Regions from separate parts of the Rattus norvegicus genome. Here region 2 is linked to region 1. A link is a contact called in public Hi-C data. All regions are on one chromosome and are shown on one strand. Each heading gives the region's core, a stretch centred on a gene start, on an enhancer-like site or on the middle of the called end of the contact. The rest is flanking DNA. Distances are from core to core; before and after follow the strand shown. Region 1 has its middle 150 kb from the start of Plekhg1. Region 2 overlaps Plekhg1 (pleckstrin homology and RhoGEF domain containing G1).

What was found. A called contact is a pair of places that touch in the nucleus more often than the background predicts.
Region 2: a contact with region 1 is called in a Hi-C map of Schwann cells, with 4 times the contacts expected there. The contact joins two enhancer-like sites. A contact is called at or near these places in 9 of 12 Hi-C or Micro-C datasets (the A7r5 cell line, the Rat2 cell line, Schwann cells and 5 more) and 1 of 1 datasets of contacts at active chromatin or transcription factors (oligodendrocytes).

Annotation. Positions count from the first base shown.
Region 1 is chr1:42,596,973-42,603,787 of GRCr8, reverse strand. No RefSeq gene overlaps it. Among named protein-coding and RNA genes, the nearest start is that of Plekhg1, 150 kb to the left of the region's middle. Within about 2 kb of position 3,062, at least 2 of the 93 cell types and tissues checked have an H3K27ac peak or open chromatin away from gene starts, as enhancers often do. A contact at or near this core is called in Schwann cells, where this site is marked.
Region 2 is chr1:42,821,591-42,828,405 of GRCr8, reverse strand. Plekhg1 (pleckstrin homology and RhoGEF domain containing G1) reads right to left here. Exons shown (of 15, transcript NM_001190999.1): 10 at 6,292-6,325; 11 at 5,719-5,802; 12 at 3,870-3,908; 13 at 1,632-1,654. Among named protein-coding and RNA genes, the nearest start is that of Mthfd1l, 24 kb to the left of the region's middle. Within about 2 kb of position 4,440, at least 3 of the 93 cell types and tissues checked have an H3K27ac peak or open chromatin away from gene starts, as enhancers often do. A contact at or near this core is called in Schwann cells, where this site is marked.

The DNA.
Region 1 (6,815 bases), core at 1,813-4,312:
AAGGTAACGTATACCTACATGCTCTTGTGTAGGTGGCCCTCATGAATTAGCTACCCTTTGCGCACATTTCTGGGACTTCCTAGTGTTGAACAAAGTTCAAACCCATCAGCCTTAGAATCAAAGTCGATTAATCTAGCAGGTGTCTGGCCACAGTGCCTTTTATTATCAATTTCTTCTCTCTCACCCAAACGTCAAACCAAACCTACTGGTGTAGAAGAAGCCTCTCTGAGCATCTCACACACATTTCTGTGCTTGAGGGTGCAGTGGGCTTTCCTGAGTTCTATGAAATGAATCCTCTTTCCAAGAGATGCTCCATTTCCAAAGAGACATAGCAGGGTTTCTCTGAATACCACCAGAATGCCCAAACCCTACAATGGCTCCCCATCTTCTCTTGTGCTGGCAGCAAGGGTGACGGGACTCAGCTTCATGTGCTTTCCCCGTGTGACTATTGGCAACTCTACAGGGAGGCAGGTGAGACCTAGTTAATTTCCTAATGGTGAGACTTGTGAGTACATGCATTTGTGCTTTCTGCAAAGGCTCAGCAAACACAATTTATGTAATTGAAGGTAGCTATTCATAAAACCAAAGTGATTCATTGACGGATTTGCTAGTTAAAGCCTTTCTGCGAAAGTGTTTTATACCAGACTGCCGGCTAACTGGCAAATGTTTAGGGGATAAATCAGCTTAGGCAGGATTAAAGGAAGCATCCGCTTCATATCTGTTTTCTGCAGAAGCAGGTCGTCTACACCTGGTGATTTTGCTATCTAGTATCTTACCCTGTTGGGCTGAGCTTGAGTGCAAATCCAGGAACACCCAGAGCATCTAGTGCAGCTTTTCAACCCCTTTCTTTAATGAACTCTTTCCTAGGAGGTAAAACAAAACGAAATAAAATAAAAAGAGAGAAGAAAAGAATGAGGTAGAAAAACAGAAGATAAAATCAGAGAAGTGTCTGTTCCAGATGACTAGTTTGTGGCCTTCTGAGAATTTATCTTAATTGGTTCCCAATTACAAAGACATTTTAATTAACTTACTTTTTAAATTAGCATACAAAGTAACAAATTGCTTAATGGCAGCGAGTAGGATGGGGTGTTTTTGTTTGTTTGTTTGTTTGTTTGTTTGTTTTTGCTGACTGAATTCTGCTGTGAGAAGGAGTGAGGCATCTTGGGAGCAGTGGCTTCTCTTGGCTGACTTGGTTGCAGCGGCCACCTAGGAGCAGATCTGTGGACAGGGTTCTCTGTGTGAGGAGGTAAGGAATATTGTTCATGCAGCCCATCAAGTGAGAAGTGGATCTCGTGTGATGGTGGAAAATGGTACTTTCCAGCCCGGATCTCGGAGGGCTTTTGAGTGGCTGGCAATGACACATTTTCACTGAAAAGGTGCTTTGGTCATGTCTTGGACTTGATGTGGTGATAATGGAAGCAGAGGGATGAGGTGCGTCATTTAGAGTTGCCAGGGGAACCCACACAGGCTGGGCTACTTGAAAAACCCATCCCTTGCCTACCTGAGAGACAGCTAGATTGCCTCAAAAGCAACAGCAGGAGGCCTCCCATTAATGATCCGACATTTGCTGAGTCCCGCCTCTGAGCCAGGTCCACTTGAGGCACAGGTGACACAGTATGAGGCAAAGGAGCACTGTTCCTATCCTTATAGAGTCTCCTCTTAGTGGAGGAAGCAGACCTTCGTGAGGTAATGTCTGAGTCATTATAAATTAGTAACTGGAGAGAGTAAAGGAGGAGATGAGACAATCTACCGAAAATTAACCTAGCACTGTGGCGGGAAATTACCCTTGAAACTCCACTTTGATGGAGGGATGTCAAGGATAAGTTAACATGGCAAAGGAGAAAGGGAGAGCCAGAGTGTGTCTGTGGTATCTGCACTGCTGTGAAGCAGTGGGAGCAGCCATGGGGACCCTTGCAGGAGGGCCTGGGTTAGAGGCTCTTGCTGGGAAGGAGGCTGTGGGTGCTTGGTTAGAGTACTTGGTAACACAGGCTGAGCAGCCAAAGTGAGGTGATTCAGACAGAGTTCCAGGTCAGTGTGCTGTAGAAAGTGGAGTCACCAGACTAATGGCTCTATGACCCACTGCACGGTGCTCCATCTTGACAACTTCTAGTTTCTCGATCACTACAGAGAGACCATGCTTAGATAAAAGTCAGGGCTGGCACCTGTTCTCTTACAAATTGGGTGACTCTTTTTAAAAAAAGGTTAAGTACTTAACTCTTTAACTTTTCATTTGGAGAGTGTAGATAACTATCCTGTCGAATCCCCTTGGCAGGGTGGTTATGAAGAGCAATTTGAGATAAGGAACATGGGGCTAGAGAGATGGCTCAGTGGCTAAGATCACTTGGTGCTCTTCCAGAGGACCAGGATTTGATTCCCAGCATGCATGCAAGGACTGACAACTTTTTATAACTCCTGTACAAGGGGATCTCATGCATGTATAGCACAGATATAACTGCAAACATATTTATGCACATTCATTAATGACAATAATAATAAAAATAATAAAATTTATATGATTGTAAACGACTATGTTCTAAAACACTGGGAAGTGTGATATGAGACACTTATAACAAAACCATACACCCAACAACAATCAGAGAGCATGGTTTGCCAAACCATGGGCATCTAAGGCAGTTCTGGGGAAGGTCACTGGATACTGACCTGATGTCTCAGGAACTCTCAATCTCAGGAGGTGCCTGAGTACCTGGTCTATGGAATGAATCGAAGGAGAGTTTCCATCTATAGAGCTGTGAGAAAGTTGCTTTCCATGCTGGAGTCACCCTACTCCTGTAAATAGCCCCTCATCTATACTCTGTAAGCCCCCAACATTCCCAGCTTCTCTAAGTTGGACTTTGGAGGAATTGTCCTTTGGTTTGTCGTTGGCATGTATAAGGAGGGCATAAATGTTTGATTGTATCTCCCCAGTGAAAGAGTTCCTAAAATAGGGTCACTCTCAGCTCTTAAAGGCTCCACTCTCCTTTAAAGCCGAACATGGTAGAGCTGGTACTCTCCAACTTCTTCCAGTGACAGAGAGTTTTCTGTTTTTAAGGACTTCTGTCATGGAGTTGGGCATTGTGAATAATCTCTTTATCTGAAGTTCAGCAGGGCCACACATCATAACAAAGTCATAGAGTGATATCATACTCACAAGCTCTGAGGATGAGGTCATGGACTCTTCAGAGCATTTGTAGATTTCTACCACGGTGCTCAAAGTGACCTTGACAATGTCACCCACCCTCTTTCCATTTGTGTTTCCTCATCAATCATAGCTCGATAGGCAATTGAATTTTAAGTTAAATAAGGCAAATATGAGGGCACATTTCCTGCCTTCTCCCACTGGGTTTTGTGACTGGGGAACCCAGTTAGTTCTCCCAGCACCACTCCAGGTCTATTAAATAAAGGAGTAAACCCAGAGTTCCATGCTACTACATTGCCTCTCTACTGGCTGGAGTGTATTATTTCTAGGTATATACTAAGATTCTGAAGAAAAGGAGAATTCTCTGGAATTCAATTCAGTCCTAGTGTGTTTATTTCTGCACACATGTGCACACACACACACACACACACACACACACACACACACACAGAGTCTTGGCAGTAATAGCAACTTTTTGGTAGCAATAGTGGGTAAGAAGAAAAGAGGCTTAAATCTAATTGCTGGAGTTGAGTTTATTCTGCAGATTTTATGGATAAATTCTGCCAAAGTCCACTTACTTCCTTTGAAGAATACAGAAACCCGACAAAAGGAAACACACTACTTACTTCTTTAGTGGTGTGACTATAATAATCATTGCATTGTGATCCCTTGTGGATCTCTGTATGTCACAGTGAGTTTTTATAGAGCCCCTTTCTGTATTAGTATGAATTTCAACAAAGAGCCAGCAACCCTTAAATCTATCAACTGGCCCTAAATCTCAGTGGCTGATTTTTGAGTCCTTCTAGGATCAGCTCAGTGAATGGGCCACTGTTCTTTCAGTCAGGGGGGCCAAGCACTGCCTCCCCAAAGCAATCATTCTCCCCTAAATCAGTTGCCTTCCCTCTGAAGTCAGAACCACAGCTCTTTGCAATTCTTTAAAGGCTATAGGAGAGGATATGGGTTGGGGGTGGTGGTGAATAGAGACTTGTACGTTAGGGAGAGGTGCCTCCTGCTAAAGGTGTCTGTAGCCTTTCAGTGGCTTATTGTCTGTGTCTGTCCAGCAAAAGACAGCGTCATTTCTGAATCTATTATTTGCCCAGAAGCCTATTTTCAGGGCTAAAGCATGAACAAAAATGCTTTGCATAGAGTGCATTATTTGATAATTATATCTTATGTGCTCTATCCCAGGACCTAAGTGATAGATAATGACATATGACATGGTCTCAGAGGAGGACATAGGACATAAAACAGAAATGTAATGCACACCGGTTCAACCACACACAGCCAGAGGCTTTCCAGCCCACAGGTAACCTTTATACAATCCGATAAAGTCTGGAGGAAATGAAATCTTGTGAAAAAGGATGTTTTATCTTGTTGAATTGGGGGTATGTTTACTAGATTATTTTTCCTCTGCAATATGTAGGAAAGATCATTAGACATACTTGTTCATTAAACCATTTTTTCGAGGTACCTGGGTGTTTTTGTTCATCAGTATAGACTTTGTAATATCTCAGGCTCATCTTTCAGTATATTTATTCTTATTCTGGAACAATTATTATTATTATTATTATTATTATTATTATTATTATGTGAAAAATGATTGTGACGAGGGTAGGCCATTTAAATAAAACATATGCTGCTTCTGTATATTGCTTTCTCCTAGAGCAGTGGTTCTAAACCTCTGGGCTGCCAACCTTTTGGGGGGGGTGGTATCGCATATCAGATATCCCAAATATCAGATATTAGATTTCGATTCATAACAATAGCATGGTTACAATGATGAAGTTAGCAACAAAATAATTTTATGACTGGGGGTAGCCATGAGAAAGTATATTAAAGGGCTGTAGCTTTAGGAAGGTTGAGAAGCACTGTCTTAGGGTAACGTGTACAATTATTTTATGAAGCTGAGTTCTACTTAGTATCCAGATGATGGACACATGGTCTAACAAGCTGCTGTTAAGTATAAGGTGAAAAGTAGGGAGTGGGGGCAAGAGAGATGTCTCAGCAGTTTAATGTGTTTCCTGTTCTTACAGATGACCCAAATTCACTCCCTAGTACTTACACCAGGCAGCTTACAAACACCTATTATTCGAGCTCCGGGAGACCCATTACCTTCTCCTGGCCATCTCAGGAATCTTGCACACACATACACATAAACAAAAATAACTTGTATTGAAGTTGAAAAATGCCTAGAAGGCCTACAAGTATTGTGGGATGCAATAGAATGTGGGGGGTGAGAAAGAACACTTAATGGTTACTATTGAGATTTCTGTATTACTGAAAGTTTGCTTTTGTTATTTCACTTAGGGTAAAGCATCCTATGCAAATGACATAACTTGTTATCATCAGCATCACAGGACCTGAGCTTTCTGGGTAAAATACAAGAGGACTAGGGAAGCTGTGTTAATGGTCCAGTGGAACACATGTCTCAACACTGAACCAATGATCCCCTATGTGCTGTGCAGTGGCATGTGGCAACCTCCCTGGGCTTTCAAAACCAAAGAAGCTGAAAGGCCTTTTCTTTGGAAAAGGAAAACTCCATGAGGCAAACAAGTCATGCACAGAGACCCTTTGGTTAGGATTGGTTGGGGCCCAGCTCCTGACAGGGTGCGACTCCACAGCCCTGTCACCACTGGCTTCTGACACTTCAGAGGGGCTGTCAGAAGCCACTTAGGTAAGCTTTTGGGAACAGGCCTCTGATTCTTCACTTTAGCTGGGAATGATGTAGAGCAAAGGGTTAGGGCTCCACTGCACTGTCTAGAAAGAACTGCAGAGCTGCAGGGTGAGGCTCCCTGCGTCTCTGCTCCCTGCTGTGCCTCTGAGACACTGAGGGATGGCGCTGCCAATGTCTGTCACTCTCTGGCATGACTAAGGTAACAATCAAACTCATATCACCATTCTCTTAGATCTTTATGGTTTTCCTCCGTTAGAGATAAATATTCCATACATATCTTCAAAATTTTAGTATGGGTTTTAAAGAGGAGAATAAGTTAAGTGAACTTGGTGCCTTGTCATTTGCAAGACTGGGATGATGAAGAGTATAATTTTATCTCCCTGTTGTGTTCTTTCTTTCCAACAGAATTTCTTGATGTGGACTTGTGATGTCACAGCCTAGACTCTCTAGCCTGAAGACAGCTTCAGCCTTACTTAGATGGAGAAGATGGTCTTGGGAAGCCAAAGACTGTCTTCTATTCAGAGCCAGTTGGCCTTTAGCATGTTCATAGAATACTACCACAAAATGTGATCCACTTGCTGATGAGACATGAGGTTTGGTTACACTCAGGGATGGGTTACCATCCTGAGTATTAGCAAGGCAGTGAAAGAAACTGATTCTGGAGATTATGAATCATCTCAAAAAGAAATTGTGGAGGAAAGTTGGAAAATGCCATTGTTTCCCTGTTCCTAAGTTATCTTTGACGTGGTAACTTCAGTGGAAATCATTCTAAAGACACGGTAGAAGAAAAACATCAGCACACCTGTCCTGTCAATATTTTTGAGCTATGCTAATATCCATGCAGTGACTCGAGGATGGCCTGATGGCTAGTGGGGTCTATCACCTGGAACCCATTTATGGGGACTTTTACCATCTCCATAAAAACTGATCCCAAGGCAATTTATCTTTGTTCTTTACAACAAAGGCAAGAGAATTTCCATAGTATTTGACAAATCGTCAACATGC
Region 2 (6,815 bases), core at 3,191-5,690, 220 kb before region 1:
GGATTACCACAGCTACATGGAAGGGCAGGGTACCTTCTTCACTGACCCAATTTAAGCGGAGCTCAGAAAATAGGTTTTATAATGATGAATCAATAAAGTTACAACGTTTCAAATGTTTCCAAATGAAAACCAATAGTATCTGAAAAAAAAAATGAGTCCATCTTAGAGCCACTGAAATCACCTCAGAAGTTGAAGCTGATTTTTAGACAATTTGAAGTAGGGTTTCTTTTGTTGTTGTTGTTATTGTTGTTATTTTTGTTATTGTTTTTGCTTTTGCTTTTTGAGACAGGGTCTCAATGTGTAGTCCTGGCTAGCCTGGAACTCACTTTGTAGGCCAGACTTCACTTCAACTCACTGATATGCTCCTGCCTCTGATTCCCAAGTGCTAGGGTTTTAAAATGAGAAAACAGCCACCCTCCACAATCCCCTCAACAGCCTTTATAAACAAGCTCATTCTGTCCTTGGACTAAACCATAATGTAAAAGGGATTTGGAGGAGAGATTGCCAGGCCCATGCCCTCTTGGATAAGAAGGACAGATCCTTAGCTTTTACATAAGAAACTACAATAAATACCCTAGGAACTGTCTGTTCATTAAGACAGCTCATCAGTGGCCACTCAAGTCAGGATACTCACAGCTCCTCTTTCCAAGTGATAAATCTGGGCACATAGCTTTCAATAGGACTAAACTATTTTCTTTTTCTTTAGTGGTGAGATTTTTTTTAAGATTTATATTTATTATGTATACAATATTCTACCCGCATGTATGCCTGTTTGCCAGAAGAGGGCACCAGATCTCATTACAGATGGTCATGAGCCACCATGTGGTTGTTGGGAATTGAACTCAGGACCTTTGGAAGACCAGCCAGTGCTCTTAACCTCTGAGCCATTGCTCCAGCTCTTCTGGTAAGATTTTAACTCAGCACTTCCGACGTGCTAGGTTGCAAGCGCAGCTCTACTAGGGAATGTTTCCCACCTCCTAATCTTTTGTCAGAGGAATACAAGCCCTGACTGATACAACTTGGCGTAGCAAAGGTTCATTGTATTCTACGCATCATACTTGCTATATCAGCAGAAGGAATATAAATATATATATTTGTTTTTTGGTTTTTTTCTTTTTTTTGAGATGAGTTTCAGTATGTTGCCCAGGCTGATCTTAAACTCCTGAATTCATGTACTCTTCTTGCCTCTGTTTCCCAAGTAGCAGGGACTTTGGGCGCTATTGAACCTGCCTTAGGACCATATTCAAAAGGTCACCTGAGCCAGTGCTTTGGGAAGGGAGCTATACCTAGGAGGTCAGGAGCTGGCTTTAACATGAACAGAGGTAATAGACCAATCACACTAGCTTTACCCAAGGGTTACTTCCTAAGGGTAGGCACAGCTTCTAAGGAGAGAGGTGAGCCGTAGGGATAGATGGGTAGAAATGCCTGAATTGAAAGAGGTGCGACAGGGAGGGAATAAGTTGAAAAGAATTAGTTTTCCCTTAAATCAAGGATAAACATGCAAATTGAATAAGAAGGTCAAAATGGAAAGTAAATGTTGACACTTTAGGCTGGGCCTGACCAATAAGGATAGACGCTAAGGTGAAAGGCGCCCACAGCGAACCCTTCAGGAGAAATGTGGCTGTGCTTACCTTCTGGATATCTTGTGCGGTTTCTGAAAAGTAAATACAAATGTTTTAAGTTTGAGAATTTAAAGTTTATCCCATACATAGGTAAGCACTCATATTCTTACATGGCTTGTATATGTATTGCTACTAATTGAGCCTTAAGAGCGTTGAGCCTTTTGGGTCCCTCATGTATGTTCTACATCCTTTCCCACTGCAGGGTCACTTTACATTGAGAGCCAAAGCTGTCTCCTGCATCCCCGAGGGCAACAGCTCATGGGAAATAGGTCCCTAAACTTCCCAACAAAAACATAGAAAAGAAAACCCATGCCATAGGCCATGGGAGTCCCCTGTAGATGCAAGGAGGCTTCTGTTGGTTTTTAGACATTTGGGGGTTTTAAATGAAGATGAAGTCTTTATCCACAGGTCTCCTTAGCCGTGTCATTGAGAGGGATTCATGCCTGTATTTTATAGATACCCCGATGATACAAATTTCACCTTTAAGAGTTGTTTAGTTATGCAAGCTTATAAAAAGGACTTCTTTCCCCACAAATTCCTCCTCCTAGAGCAGAGGTTCACAACCTTTCTAATGTTGTGACTCTGATACAGTTCCCCATATTGTGGTGATGACCCCCATACCCTCTATGGCATTATTCTCACTGCTACTTCATGACTGTAATTTTTTAAGTGTTGTAAGTCATACTGGAGATATCTTTGGAGATAGAAGGGCACCAAGACAGTCATGACCCACAGGTTGAGAACCATCTCTATAGTGGGACAGTTCAGCTCATCTTTCTGGATCCCACAACTACTCTCTCCAGCTTGTTGCAAGGCACAGTTGCTCTGTTTATTTTTAAATAAAGATGCAATACACCTCAATATATTTTCTGCTAAATCTATAGGCATTTGGTAGTAGATAGAGACTGACTTTTAACAACAGAACATCCTATCATGTGCATAAACAGACCACTTCCTACTAGATAGACATTTTATGCTGCGCTATTAAAATGTCGCAAAAAACCCCACCAAGTCAAGTATTCCTTGTACAGAACTAGTAGTTTATTCACATCTTAAGAGCTCTACAGGGGATTGGAGAGATGGCTCAATGGTTCAGAGCATTGGTTACTTTCCCAGAGGATCCAGGGTCAATTCCCACCACCCACATGGCAATTCGTAGTCTGTAACTCCATTTGAGGGGTTCCAACACCCTCACATAGACATAGGTGTAGACAAACACCAGTGCACATAAAATTAAAAAGAGCTAGGTAGTTTAAATTATATAGAAAAGAAGAAGAAACATTATTTCCTTTTGTTTTTAGCCATGGTCTGGTGTACCTCAGGCTGGCCTTGAACTTGTTATGAAGCTGAGGATGACCATCATATAGTGATAGTTTCTGCAGTTACTGTTCTGTACCAGGAGGAACACAAGAGTGATACCAAGTGCTCTGAGCATGTGGAATGAGACTTGGCCTCCACCATACCAAGGCCCAGCCCCTTGTGAGACTCTCCCGCCTTGTGAAGAGTCCAGGCAGGGTTCTAGTCATACTTGCTGACACATCTATATGGGCCTAGAGGTCAAATTGAGTCAAAGGCAAATGCCCGCTTTGAACACACATGGGAATTACTAAATTTTCTTAGAAGAAGCTGTAAAAATTTACCCTCCTCCACAAGAGTTTTGCAGTATCTTTTGGTCAAATTCATAGCTTCCTTGCCTCTATTTCTCTCATTTATTTATTTATTTATTTATTTATTTATTTATTTATTTATTTTTTTGTGGTTCTTTTTTTTCCGGAGCTGGGGACTGAACCCAGGGCCTTGCGCTTCCTAGGTAAGCGCTCTACCACTGAGCTAAATCCCCAGCCCCTATTTCTCTCATTTAAATGAATGTTTTTTCTAATTATGGATGCAGATGATGTTTCAAATTTTAAATTTTATTGGTGCTTTGTTTCTTCTGTGAAGCTGGAGCATGTGTATGTGCTTAGACATATATAGCATATATATTAGATATATACATTTAAGGGGTTTTTCCCTCTTGTTTTTGTTGATAGTATTTCTGTTTTTCTGATAGATGGTAATTATGTCTGTCAGATCAGATTGCATCAATTGACTGTTTGCAAAGACTCTTTTGTTTACAGACATAGCTAATCTTCCTGCAGTCGGGCTAACAAATTCACCAATCTACAGTGCACCTAACGCACAATTTTCTTCTGTTACGTTTGACTCAGAATTAATGAGAGTGAAAAATGTAACTATTTTTGGACTTACCACTGGTCTTCAACACTTTGTGTGATCGAGAGGAAGGCTCTGAGGAGAGAGCAAAGCCACCATCATTTGCAAATCAATATTTCCCCTCATAAATAAATTAGTATCTTATTGATGTTTTAAGAGTTCTAGACAGTTTCCTTTTGTTTTAGACAGATCTCATGCATCTCAGGCTGGTCTTGAACTTGCTAAGAAGCTGAGGATGACCTTGAACTCCCAACGCTCCTGCCTCCATTTCCCCAGTACAGAGATTACAGACCTGAAGATTGCAGGCATGAGCCCCACCTATGTGGAGCTGGGGAAGGAACCCGGGGCTTCGTGCATATTAGGCAAGCACACTATCAATGGAGCAACATCCACAGCCCTGAGCTGTATTAAAGCTCTGTTGAATTTATCAAAATTCTCAGTGGTCAGGGATACTCAGGTACCAGCCATTCACCCTGCTGAAATGGCTGGATAAACTCTAAAGGGTCAGGAGTCAGAAGGGAAGAGCAGGTGCTACTGTACCAATTCACCACCCTCTGGAAGGACTCCGTCCCACTGCAGCTTCTGAGCTGGTAACTGGGTGTTATGTTCTAGGCTGCACAGCTTACTCATGCCTTGGCTATGCCAGCTTGCTCCTCCCAGTCAGAGCTCACTTCTTCCTCTTGAACTTTCACCTCTATTTGCTGCCAGTTTATCAAGCTAGTGACCGTGATGCCATTCTCAACTTCTCTGGTTTCCCCCAATGGATGCACTAGCTCACTAAAAGTTACCACTCCGCATCCCTAAACCTGATGCAAGTCACTGTTCTGCTTCCAGGCCTTTGTCACTTCTGACCAGCAGGGCTGCTGGTCTCCATCAAGTTGCTGTCTTCACTCATGCACGGCCTGCTGAGTCTTCATGGTCAGACTCCTATCTGCAGCCTTCCCTCCTCATCTTTCTACTGTGCCTCATCTTCTTCCACCTCAGCTCCTTCCCTCACTCCAGCCAGGCAGAACTGCTGGCGTATCCTGTCTGTCCCAAGGGCTGCTGGTTCAGGTCCCAGGGCTGTGCTTGGATGATCTCAGCTCTACCTGCCTTGGCCTCACATTCTGTCAAGGGTATTTACCAGCCTTTGGCTCTGTGAAATCTTTCTTCTTCCTGGAATCTCTCTCTTCTATCTTTCCACTCTCTTTTCTATCCACACGTGCCAAAGCTTTATCAAAGAGACTGTTGTTTACTCCTTAATTTTTTTTTTTTGGTCTCCTTCACAAAGGGCCTTAAAAGCAGAAATCTTAGGCATTATCTACCCTAGAATAGTAAAGGGGAAAATGGACTTGGTAAGCATCATATAAAACCAAAATCTGAGAGTTAAGAGAATACGACATGTGACATGACATCTGACTTAGCAAACACATATCAGAATAGTAAGCTTGAAGATGCTGTATGTGTCAATCACAAGGTATACTTTCCACAAGCAACTGCAAACAGGCCTTAAGGGGGTATTTGTCATTGGCAAGGTGTCATATAAAGCAGCTGTCTGCCTGTGACAGAGTCTCACTGTGGAGCTCTGTTTGGCCCAGAACTTACTATATAGCATCAGACTGGCATCCAATTCATTGAGATCTGCCTGCCTCTGCTTGGGACAAAAGACAGAGTCATCACACCCGGCTGGTTGACATATTTTATATTCACTAGGAGAAAATTAAGTAGAGAGGAGTTTTAAAGAAAAGCTAGAGAGGTTTTTTGTTTTGGTTTTGTTTTGTTTATCTTTTTAATGGTAGCCTCGGTTGTATTCACACAACAAGCAGCCAGAAAATGCCTATCGGTTAGAAAGTACTCACTTCCTGTTCCTCTTGGCATTACAGTTTGATGATAACATCCTGCTTACCTGACTTCCGCCTCAGCCGATGTGGTGCTGAACCACATGGTGTCTTCACCTCTCCCTTAGGATCGTAACAGAAGCCTGGATGGTCTGCCAAGAGAACCACAGGAGCAAGTGAAGGGTAGTGACTGTACAGGGTGGCTGGAATTTTCAGAATTTGGTGCTACATTACAAATGTTTCGCTGTTCTTGTAAATAATCAAAAGGGACTTTTGTTTTTTTTAAGGAGTGGATAAAAGGATAAATGAACTGTATGTTGTAAAGCTGAGCCCTTTGTGGAGGCAGCTCTGACAGTGTTAGGATCTACAGAAACCAGAAGTGTGGCTAGCCATCCAGTGCCCCACAGATAAACCAGAGACTCAGAGCAGAAACAAATGAGTATCTTAGGAAGGGATGGTCATGTCTGCTCCAGCTGCTAAGGCAGGGTGAACTGCTGCTAGTGTCTTATAAATGACAATGTACGGGCTTTGAAATGGTCACAAATGAACAACAGTATCTCAAAGAATACTAAGGAAACAACAACACAACACAACACAAAATACAACAACAACAACAACAATAACAACAACAACAAACTTACGGATGGCATCCATTTCAAGAATTGCTTGCTTGGCCTGAAAGAGAGAAAATGTAGATAGAATTAATTTTTTTCCTCCCATTAATTTTTTAAATGAACAAGTGTGATGGAGATCTTATCATACCCAAATAAATGGATTTTAGAGAAAAAGAAAACCCTCAAACCCTCACTATTTCTTTTAGGCATTAATACATAGTTCAGGAGATTCAAAGATTATCCTGATGAGGATTAGCATACGCTGTCCACTTGATCCACTACAGCAAAGACTTGATGGTTAGTTTTAACTGTTACTTTGGCACAATTTAGTCTCACTTGGGAACAGAGTCTCAATGAAAGACTCCCTAATGCTTCGACTCTTTAATGCAGTTCCTCCTACTGTGGTGATCCCCAAACATAACATTTTTTTGTTGCTACTTCATAACTATAATTTTGCTACTGTTAAAAATCATATTGTAAATATCTGGTATGCAGGATATCTGATCTGTGACCTCTGTGAAAGGGTCATTTGACCCCACAAAGGGTCTTGG